2 separate regions of the Mus musculus genome follow, and region 2 is linked to region 1. A link is a contact called in public HiChIP or PLAC-seq data. All regions are on one chromosome and are shown on one strand. Each heading gives the region's core, a stretch centred on a gene start, on an enhancer-like site or on the middle of the called end of the contact. The rest is flanking DNA. Distances are from core to core; before and after follow the strand shown. Region 1 overlaps Smpd3 (sphingomyelin phosphodiesterase 3, neutral). Region 2 has its middle 12 kb from the start of Gm34026.

Region 1 (4,481 bases), core at 22-2,521:
CCAGCGGCCCAAGAGCCTGCACCAATATTCTGCACCCCTGTTATCCCCTCTGTACCCTTCAGGACTCAGCTGAGCGTTCTCTTCAGGGGACCTGTCCAAGGCATTATGTGACCACAGCCCTTCCCCACACCAGGCCATCACTTGGTCTCGAGCTAGAGCTGTCTCTAGGATTCCCTCCTGAATAAGATCCACGAAGACTGAGTCTGTCTGAGGCTAAGCCCTGGTTGTTGGCTGCTCTGACTGGGAATAGAAGTAACACATGCAGAAACAACCCAGTTAAGGAGTGAACAGACCGATGTGAGCACCCACGCATGAGAAGTCAGTCTCCCCATAGTGAGGGTCAGGTTTGACCTGTGGGCAGTAACGTGGGCCGCACAGATGACATATGGACAGAGGATCAGAGAGGAGGTCTGTTAGCACCCCCAAGAGCCTCTGCAGTGTTCACGAGGTCGCTAAAGCACCCCTGTGAGTCAGGCTCTGTTTCATCAAAGCTTCCTGAGAAAAATGACCCATTCTGACCCACTGTGTGGCTCAACCCTAATACTGGGTTGGGATCAACTATCTCCTGAGACAGAGCTTTAGGGTACAAGGTGAGAGAATCCATTTTCAGCTGCCCCTTGCTCCCTCCACTCTTGTTTCAAGCCCAGAAACCCTTAGGCAAAATCCTCTCGTCTGTAGTGATAGACTGATTTCTGCCAGTCCCGGCTGGGCACGGACATGTTTTTGGTCTCCATTTGCAGGGTTGGTGAAGGGGAGGAGCTGGTGTGGCAGTTCCAGGAGCTCATGGGAGTAGCAATACCACAGTGATGCTCTAAAATGAGACAGCCTTGAGTCCCTTGGTCCTCCATGCTGCCACCCCAGATCCAGCTACCCTGGGCCTCTTCTGCAGTGCCCTGAAGGGAGGAGGACCCTTCTGGGTGCTGCCACCTGTTCTGCCCTGCACTGGTTCCGCTGTCTACACCCGGAAGCTGTGCTACAACAGACACAGAAGGGACTGCCATGGACGAGGCTGTTTCTAAAGCTCTAGATAATTATTCTGTCTCAGGGAAATGAAAGGAGGGTAAACAAACAGCACACATTAATTAGACTGATCTACACTTTCCTCATGAAAGAAGAGCACTGCTGTTAAACACGAGAGGCTGGCAACTTCCCAGGGGTTTCAAGTGTTCAAAGGAGTGGCTGTGGAAGGACGTGGCTGTCCCAGGCTGGCACAGTCCAGGCAGGTGCTCAGCCACACCCTGCTTATCTCCCTTTTTCTGTGTGTACTGTCTAGGTGGGGTCAGGCATGTGTCTGTGACAGGCACAGGTTCTGGCTTTGGACACAGGGCTCCATTGTCCCCATCAGTCCCTCTTCTCTAGTCCATGTCCTTGATCTGGTAGCTCTGTAAGGAAGGCCTGTCATGGACATCCTTGAGGGGGCAGCAGGCTCCTCCAAGGCCATGTATGCTGAGCTTCTGCACCTCAAACTCTTAGATTAGGTGGATCATTCAGGGTTTAGGCTAAGGAGGGAAGTCACCCTTAGGTTGGTTCCCTTTGGAAATCCTAATAGGTTGTTTCCAGGGTTACTAGAAGCCACGTCTCTTTCCCTCCATACCATATAGCTGAGCTGAATACTCTCAGGCTTTCAGCCCTCAGGGCTTCTAGCAGGATCCCCAACCTCTTCATTACGAGCTGTGGGGTTATGACTGGGGTTATGGTGCCCCAAGGCAGCACCCCTGGGAGCCAGCTTCTCTGGCCTAGATGTAGAGACCAGGCTTCCTCCTTTCCCCTGAGTTTCTTAGTCTTGCACACAGCCCAGGAGTCAGGCTAACCTAAGTCACACCATGGCACTGACCATTAAATGAGGTAGCAGTGCCTACCTCTAGGGCTACCATGAGGACTAGAGAGACCTGGCTGATGGCCTGGCAATTCCTGCTTCCTTCCCTCCATTTCCTGAAGCCACCCAGTGTGCCTCACCTCCTCTCCCCAGTTTGTATCTTCTACATTGTTAAGGGGATGACCTGAGCCCACCCACAGGACTTGCAGGGACCCTGACTGAATCAGAGTGCCTTGGGGTCTTCACAGGTGCCACTCCCACTGTCTGGGCCAAAGCCAAAGTCTTCACTAACTTGTCCTCTCTTTGGCAGTGAAGACAGAGGGGGCAGAGAGCTTGTGGGTCACAGACAGATGCAAGAAGAGGAAGAACTTGGTCTAGGAATGGCTGAGAGCCCAGAAAACCCTCAGTCCACATGGGAGAGGGAAGGGAGGGCGGATCCTCTGCAGGATCTGAAGACCGTAGTCCCAAGCATTTCTGGGTAGCCCGGGGCATCGAAGGCAAGTAAGTTCAGCCACTCCTACAGATGAACCTGTCAGCACTGAAGACGCTTAATTCCTAGCTAGCAACCTGTGTGACTAGAGCGTGTTCCCGGAAGGGCACCATGGCTGCTCAGATGCTGGAGTTAAACCAGGGTCTACCCGAAATAGTTCCATGTGGGCCCAGAAGCTGATCTCCCCTCACCAGCGAAGGGAATCCTAAGAAAGAGCCCTGCCCGGGCACACTGTGGGAGGCAGGAATGTTCCCAGTGAGTATCAGATAACCAGGCCACACAACTGCCAACTGTGCAGAGTGGACCTGGTCGGCACGCTGATGCACAGAACACACCTTATACCGGAGCGTCAAGGGGCCCGTGTGGATGCTGACTGTTAATCTGCATTTCTCTTGCAGTGGGAAGGTGTGAAAGCCAGGTCAGTTCTGGGCAAAGCAAGTCCTGACCCTGTGTGGAAGCGATGCCATCTCTTGGGGCGTCTTTGAACTTTGGAGGGCTGTAACTGCTCCATTTGGCATTGCCTGGGGTTTATTCCTCTTTTACTACTGTGTCTTCTGACCTCAGGCCTGCTGAGCCCTCTCTTTCTCACTATAAGCTTAGGGTCTTGGAGCAAAACATCCTACAAGTCTTTGAGTCTAAACAGGAGCTGGACCAAGCCCCAGGTTCGCTTCAATCCAATTACCCGAATGTGCCTGCATTCACCAGCGGCTGTGAGATCAGGCCAGCCCATTCTGCCTAGATGCTGCCGTGGAGAAGTTGGCATGGCAACGTGAGCTCTGAGCTGCTGAAACTTGGAGTCAGCTCATTGCTAGGAGGACAGAAAGACTGATGAGAGACAGATGCTTTTCTGAGTTGGGGGAGGGGTTGGAAATGCTATAACCCAAATAGAACTGATGTTTGGGGTCTAGCATAAACACACAGGCTGCAGCAGTGGCTCCCTCGGATGCAGGTAATTCCTATCACACTTCTTAATCTAAAGCACCAGCTCTGCCTCCATCCTCCTGCCTTCACCTCTCTGGCAGGGGCAGACACACCACCCTGCCCCTTATGTACTCCAAGGGGATATAATAGCAAGCCACACCAAGAGGCACCATAGTCCCCTGACATCCCTGACAATTCCAAGTGTTCTCTGGAACTCCTAACAGACCCCTTAGGAAATAAGTCTACATTTTCTCTGAGATGGATGACCACCCTGAAAGCCTGCAGCTTCTAGAGCCTTCTCTGAGAATGAATCCAGCCCAGAGGAAAACAGGCCTTAAGGCTAGAATGGAGAGGCCAGGTCTTCGTAACACACTTGAGCTCTAATCTCTCCGCCTGAAGCCACACAGCCTGCAGACTTTCTAATAATAACTCACTAGTCAGCAAATCCCCCTGACTTTCCTCCCGTCGCTTTGACTGTTTCTGTCACTCACTAAAGATGCTTTGTTTTATCTATGTACACCAGGTATGTGATCTTCCTAAAGCTGAGTTTTTCTCAGATGTGCATAATTCCCCTGCTGCCCCTAGCTGTGCATGGGGCAGAGTAGAGCTGTCCTCTTGAGTCAAGGGGCCCTGCAGGTCTGCGTGCCTCAAGGCATCTCTTGCAGCCAGCTAACATTCTGGGCAGACAGAGCTTGTGGTCACAAGCTCTGAAACTATGGTGGATGTCAGACAAGGTGATTGAGGGGTGCCCTGGGTCTTAGTTTCCTTTGGTATATGGGGATGAAAATTCCTTGGGCTAGTTCAGCAGTTCTCCAACCTCTCTAACATCGTGACTCTCTAATACAGTTCCTCATATTGTGGCAACCCCTAGCCATAACTTATTTTCATTGCTACTTCAGAACTCTAATTTTGCTGTTATGAGTCATAATGTAATCTTGATATGTAGGATGTCTGCTATGTGACCCCGTGAAAGGGACATTTGACACTCCCCCCATGCCCCCAACACCAAGGGATCTTGACTTGAGAACCACTGGGCTCGTTGGCGATGGCAAGCACTTTCAGCACTTAGTGCAGAGCCTGCCTTGCTTCTGTGCTATCACTAGCGCTACCAAAGCTTTGTTTCCCTCGCCTTAGAGAGCTGGGCTGCAGTGCCTGCTTAGCATCTTTAAAGCCCCGAGTTTAGTTCTGAGCACAAAACAAAACAAGAAGAAAAGAAAAGAAGAAAGGCTCAAGATACACCCAGAAGCTTCAAAG
Region 2 (4,225 bases), core at 842-3,341, 120 kb after region 1:
CGAATCTCTCTGAATATAGATCACTTATGTCTTAGAACATGTGCCAAGCATTGAGGGGCAGACATCTTGCAGATGCCCAAGGGGCCATGGCTGCACAACCTGCCTCCAACCCCTGCTTCAGCAGATGAGATCTGTCTGCAGTAGAGAGTGAATGAAGCTTACTTCTATATAGACTTATGTCTCCTGGACCCTCTACCACCCAGCTGCCTCCTAAGGCCTGGGACAGGATCACTTAGGGTTGCCTAAGGAGGGGGCACCAGCTCTGTGTACGTGGACCATCTGGGGCAGCTTGAAGAAGGCGAGGTGACTATTTATAGTTAAGCCTCTCTGCCATTATGCCTTGTATGTAATTTGGGAGGTCTTTTATTATGTTTTCTTCATGTAGATCAGTGGAAAAATAAATGAAAGGAAAAATTATTGTGTGTTGTGGTTAAGGAAAACTACAAGGGGAAAGGCATACTTCAGATCCCCCACCTAATTAGGTGGTGTATCTAGGGTGTCCCAGGATACCAGAACACAAAACAAGCACTGCTTGTGAGGCATGGCGCCACCTCAGTAGGAAGAGACTGGACCTGGAACCTTGGTTTTCATATTGGCTTGCTAGTGCTTTGAGCAGGCCTCACCTGCCTCATATCACCTGCCTGGAACCATTGGCTGACTCAGCATCCTGGTGGGTTGAGACGCCATTTCTCTAAAGAGGGCAAAAGGCAGCTTAACATCAGGAATTCTCAGAGATGCCCACCAGGGATTCCATCATTTGGGAGGCTGAGACAGGAGGGTTGTCTGGGCAACACAATAAATTGAACTTAAAAGCAGGAAAGGCTGAAGACCCACTTTGCCAAAGATCCCCATTCTTGTGTCCCTGAAGGCCCAAGGAACTGCTGCCTCATCTCCTTTTCTGTTTAGCAATATCCATGGGCTACAGGGGAGCCTGGGATGCCCAGGCCAAGAGAAAAACAACTGTGTCTGCAGCGCAAAGTCTCTGCCTTCCATGGACAGTCAGGGCAAAATATTACCACAGTAGGGCACTGAGCTGCATCTGAACATCTTCTGGCACACAGATTTGTTGCAGGAGGGTGGCCTGGCATTTCTCATTGTGAAACATGGCCAAACATCTTTTAAACTGAGCAAAACAAAGAGATTTGTGTCTCTGTGGTCTGTGCATGTGACAAGGTTGTGTCTGGTGGGATGCTGGTAGAGCAAGTTCAAACCCCTCAGTCGGCTGCCTGTAGGGCAGCAGGCCTGAAAGCTATTCCAAAGATCTGGCCTGAGTCCCTGTGGTCCAGCACTGCCCTGGCCCCGCTCTATCAAGGATAGAGGATGTGACCCCATCTTAAAGGATAACAAAAGCAGATTCCCAGCTTGGGAGACTAGCAGCGTCACCACAAGGGCAGGCTAAAGGGCTGTGGTCCCACTAGGTGAGGATAGCAACGCATGCAGGATCAGCGTTTCCCTGACTATCCTTCTCTTTCCTCTGCTCAGAGAGAGGCCTCAGCCAAGGGCTCTGCTCACCTGTGAAACAGGATCTCTGGCCAAATACCTGACATAGAAACTTAAGGAGGGGGAAGCATGTCTGGGCTTAAGGTGTAAGGTGGGATCAATCTGTCACGGCAGGAAAGGCATGGCAGTGGGTGGCTCACATATACAGCTTGGAATCCTCAGCTCACAGCTCAGCAAAACAGAAAACAGACAGCTGGGCCAGAAGAATAACTGGCTTATTAACCCCAAGGCCTGCCCACCAGTGATGTGTGAAGCCCCTCCTAAAGGGTCCATAAGCTCCCAAAACAGTGCTACCAGCTGGGGACCATGTGCTCAAACATGTGAGTCTAGGGAAGACATTTTACACTGGAACCATAACAGAGTTCTCCTTCCTACATCCCACGTCTGGTGCCTTCCTGTGTTGTCAGGATGCTTGGCGATGCTCTGGCTTTAAACGTTCCCTCTCTCGGTACCTGAGGAGGTTATATAACTGGTCACCTATGATCCTCCTTCCCCAGGACCAATGCTTCCATCTGTAGACCCAAGATGGTGTGGCCCAGTGCCCCGACCCAGAACAGACTGGAGCCTCAGACCTGGTAGTTTTACCACACAGCTTAGTGGATTGAGAGAATTAACTGTGAACCTCTGAACCAACCTCCTCGTGACTGTGTGGGGTGACCATCTCCAGCTCAAAGGCCATTTGTGAATCAGTGGGAGGACAAGTGGCCAGACCCAGCCAGAGGTTTGTCATCCAGGAGGTGCTCAGCTCTCCCATGACTCACTGGGGCAATATGAGGCCTTGGGACCGATATACCATGCCCACGGGTTTCATTTCCCTAACTTCATGCCATCCCATGCTTCCGTTACCAGCTCTACCCCTTGTCCTTGTTTGGATCTCTGCAGATCTCTATCCACTCCCGTGCCTTACCCACACTTTTAGAACTAGCCTGAACAGTCAAGCTATGGGATCCCTGGCAACCTATGCTGCTCATTGTCCCCAGGCCTTAATCCCCAAGGCCGATTTGATCTGTCCCTGCCAGCTGCTAACCACTACCCCAGCTCCTCCCATGCAAGAGCTGCCGAGCAACTTATTCTCTGGATGTGGCTTATATCCTCCATCACCAAACATCTCTACATTCAGAGTAGAGAGGAGCTGGGCTTAACCTCTGTGGACCCCTCCCTCTCCAACGTTTATGTGTGCTATGGTTTCCGTTGTTTTGTTTACAGTTTATCTGTTTTACTTTGTGTCCGAGTCCACGTGTAAGTGTGAGCATGCATGTGCCACACTGTGCGTGTAGAGGCCAAAGGATAAGTTTCAGCGGTCCTCTGTGTCAGCCATGTGATCAAAATCAGGTCAGCGGTCTTAGCAGCAAGTACCTTTACCTGTTGAGCCATCCTCAGACTCTGGGCTATGCTTTGAATGTGAAATATTGCCCATGTGTTCATATTTTGAACACTGGATCTCCAGCTGGGGGTTAGGGGTGCTGTTTTGGAAGGTTCTGGAAATGTGCAGAAGCAGAACTTACCTGGAGGAAGTGATCACCAAGATGGCTGTTCTTGGTTCTCAACTTGACTACATCTGAAATTAACCAGAACCCTAGCAGCTCGGTATACCCGTGAGGAATTTTTGTCTTAATTAAATCATTTGATGTGGGAAGACCCACTTTTAATCCAGATCTTTTGAGATGGGAAGATCCACCTTTAATCTGGAGCACCCCTTCTGCGGGCAGCCTATATAAAGGGCACGAAAGAAAGAAGCTTTCTTCACCTGCTTGCTCTTGCCCTCACTGGCATTGGAACCTGCTTCTTCAGGAGTCTGGTATACACTGAAGATCAGCTGAGGCACACAGCCTTGTGGGCTGAACAACACTGGATTCCTGGACCTTCTACTGCAAGACAGTCATTGTTGGACTAGCTGGACCACAGCATGTAAGCAATTCTGATAAATTCCCTTGATGATAGATAGATAGATAGATAGATAGATAGACAGACAGACAGACAGATAGATCTATAAGTTCTGTTCCTCTAGAAAATCCTGACGAACACAGTCACTAAGGATATCTTGTCCTTTGGCCCCTTCCTCTCTTCCTTTCTCTGCTTCCTCTCTTGCCTGGATGTGCACTGCTTTGCCCTGCCATACCCTCTCACCCACAGTGACCTGATACCTTTGAAACTATGAACCAAAATAATTAACTCCTCCCTTTAGTTACTCACATCAGGAATTTGGTCACAGCGTCACAAAAGTAGCTAAATGCAACCTCCAGCTATTGGGAAAACCCTCAGGCAGGCTGTATGGTTTTGCCACCAGCCACCATCAACACAGTTTTTGAAGGAAAAAAAAATTCTCCTAGCAATCCTGTATGGGGCAGAGTATTTATATTACCTTTTGGTCTCACAACCAGGAGAAGCCTCCAATGAAGACAGGAGGCGGGGTTGGCCCTTTACTTGTTTGCTAGAGGTCATTCCCTGTCTGCTAGCTAGTATTCATGGACGCCCTAGAGATGGATGAGGGCCAAGGAGAGACAGGGTGAGTGAGCAAGGTAGGTTATCATGGTTGGCTTTCTATAGATTAGAATTGCTTTAATAGGGATCCTCCAGTGAGAAGAATCATCCTGATTGCCTTAATTGATGGGAAAAACTCTCCCCAGATGTGCTGGCACCTTCTGTTAGCATCCCAGATGAAAAGGGGTGGGATGCTGTAGCTTGAGAGTTAATTTTACGCTGTTGCTGCTGCTGTTTCTGAGTC

The links. HiChIP or PLAC-seq counts read pairs in DNA pulled down with a chosen protein or histone mark.
Region 2: a contact with region 1 is called in an HNF4G HiChIP or PLAC-seq map of pancreatic cancer cells. The contact joins two enhancer-like sites. A contact is called at or near these places in 9 of 39 promoter capture datasets (the 3T3-L1 cell line, the C10 cell line, cranial neural crest and 5 more), 17 of 484 Hi-C or Micro-C datasets (B cells, the C2C12 cell line, CD4 T cells and 12 more), 3 of 115 datasets of contacts at active chromatin or transcription factors (embryonic stem cells, large pre-B cells and pancreatic cancer cells) and 1 of 9 other capture datasets (embryonic stem cells).

The regions. Positions count from the first base shown.
Region 1 is chr8:106,267,965-106,272,445 of GRCm38.p6, forward strand. All of the region lies in intron 2 of Smpd3 (sphingomyelin phosphodiesterase 3, neutral), which reads right to left. Among named protein-coding and RNA genes, the nearest start is that of 4930506A18Rik, 12 kb to the right of the region's middle. Within about 2 kb of position 1,272, at least 49 of the 459 cell types and tissues checked have an H3K27ac peak or open chromatin away from gene starts, as enhancers often do. A contact at or near this core is called in pancreatic cancer cells, where this site is marked.
Region 2 is chr8:106,385,725-106,389,949 of GRCm38.p6, forward strand. No RefSeq gene overlaps it. Among named protein-coding and RNA genes, the nearest start is that of Gm34026, 12 kb to the right of the region's middle. Within about 2 kb of position 2,092, at least 17 of the 459 cell types and tissues checked have an H3K27ac peak or open chromatin away from gene starts, as enhancers often do. A contact at or near this core is called in pancreatic cancer cells, where this site is marked.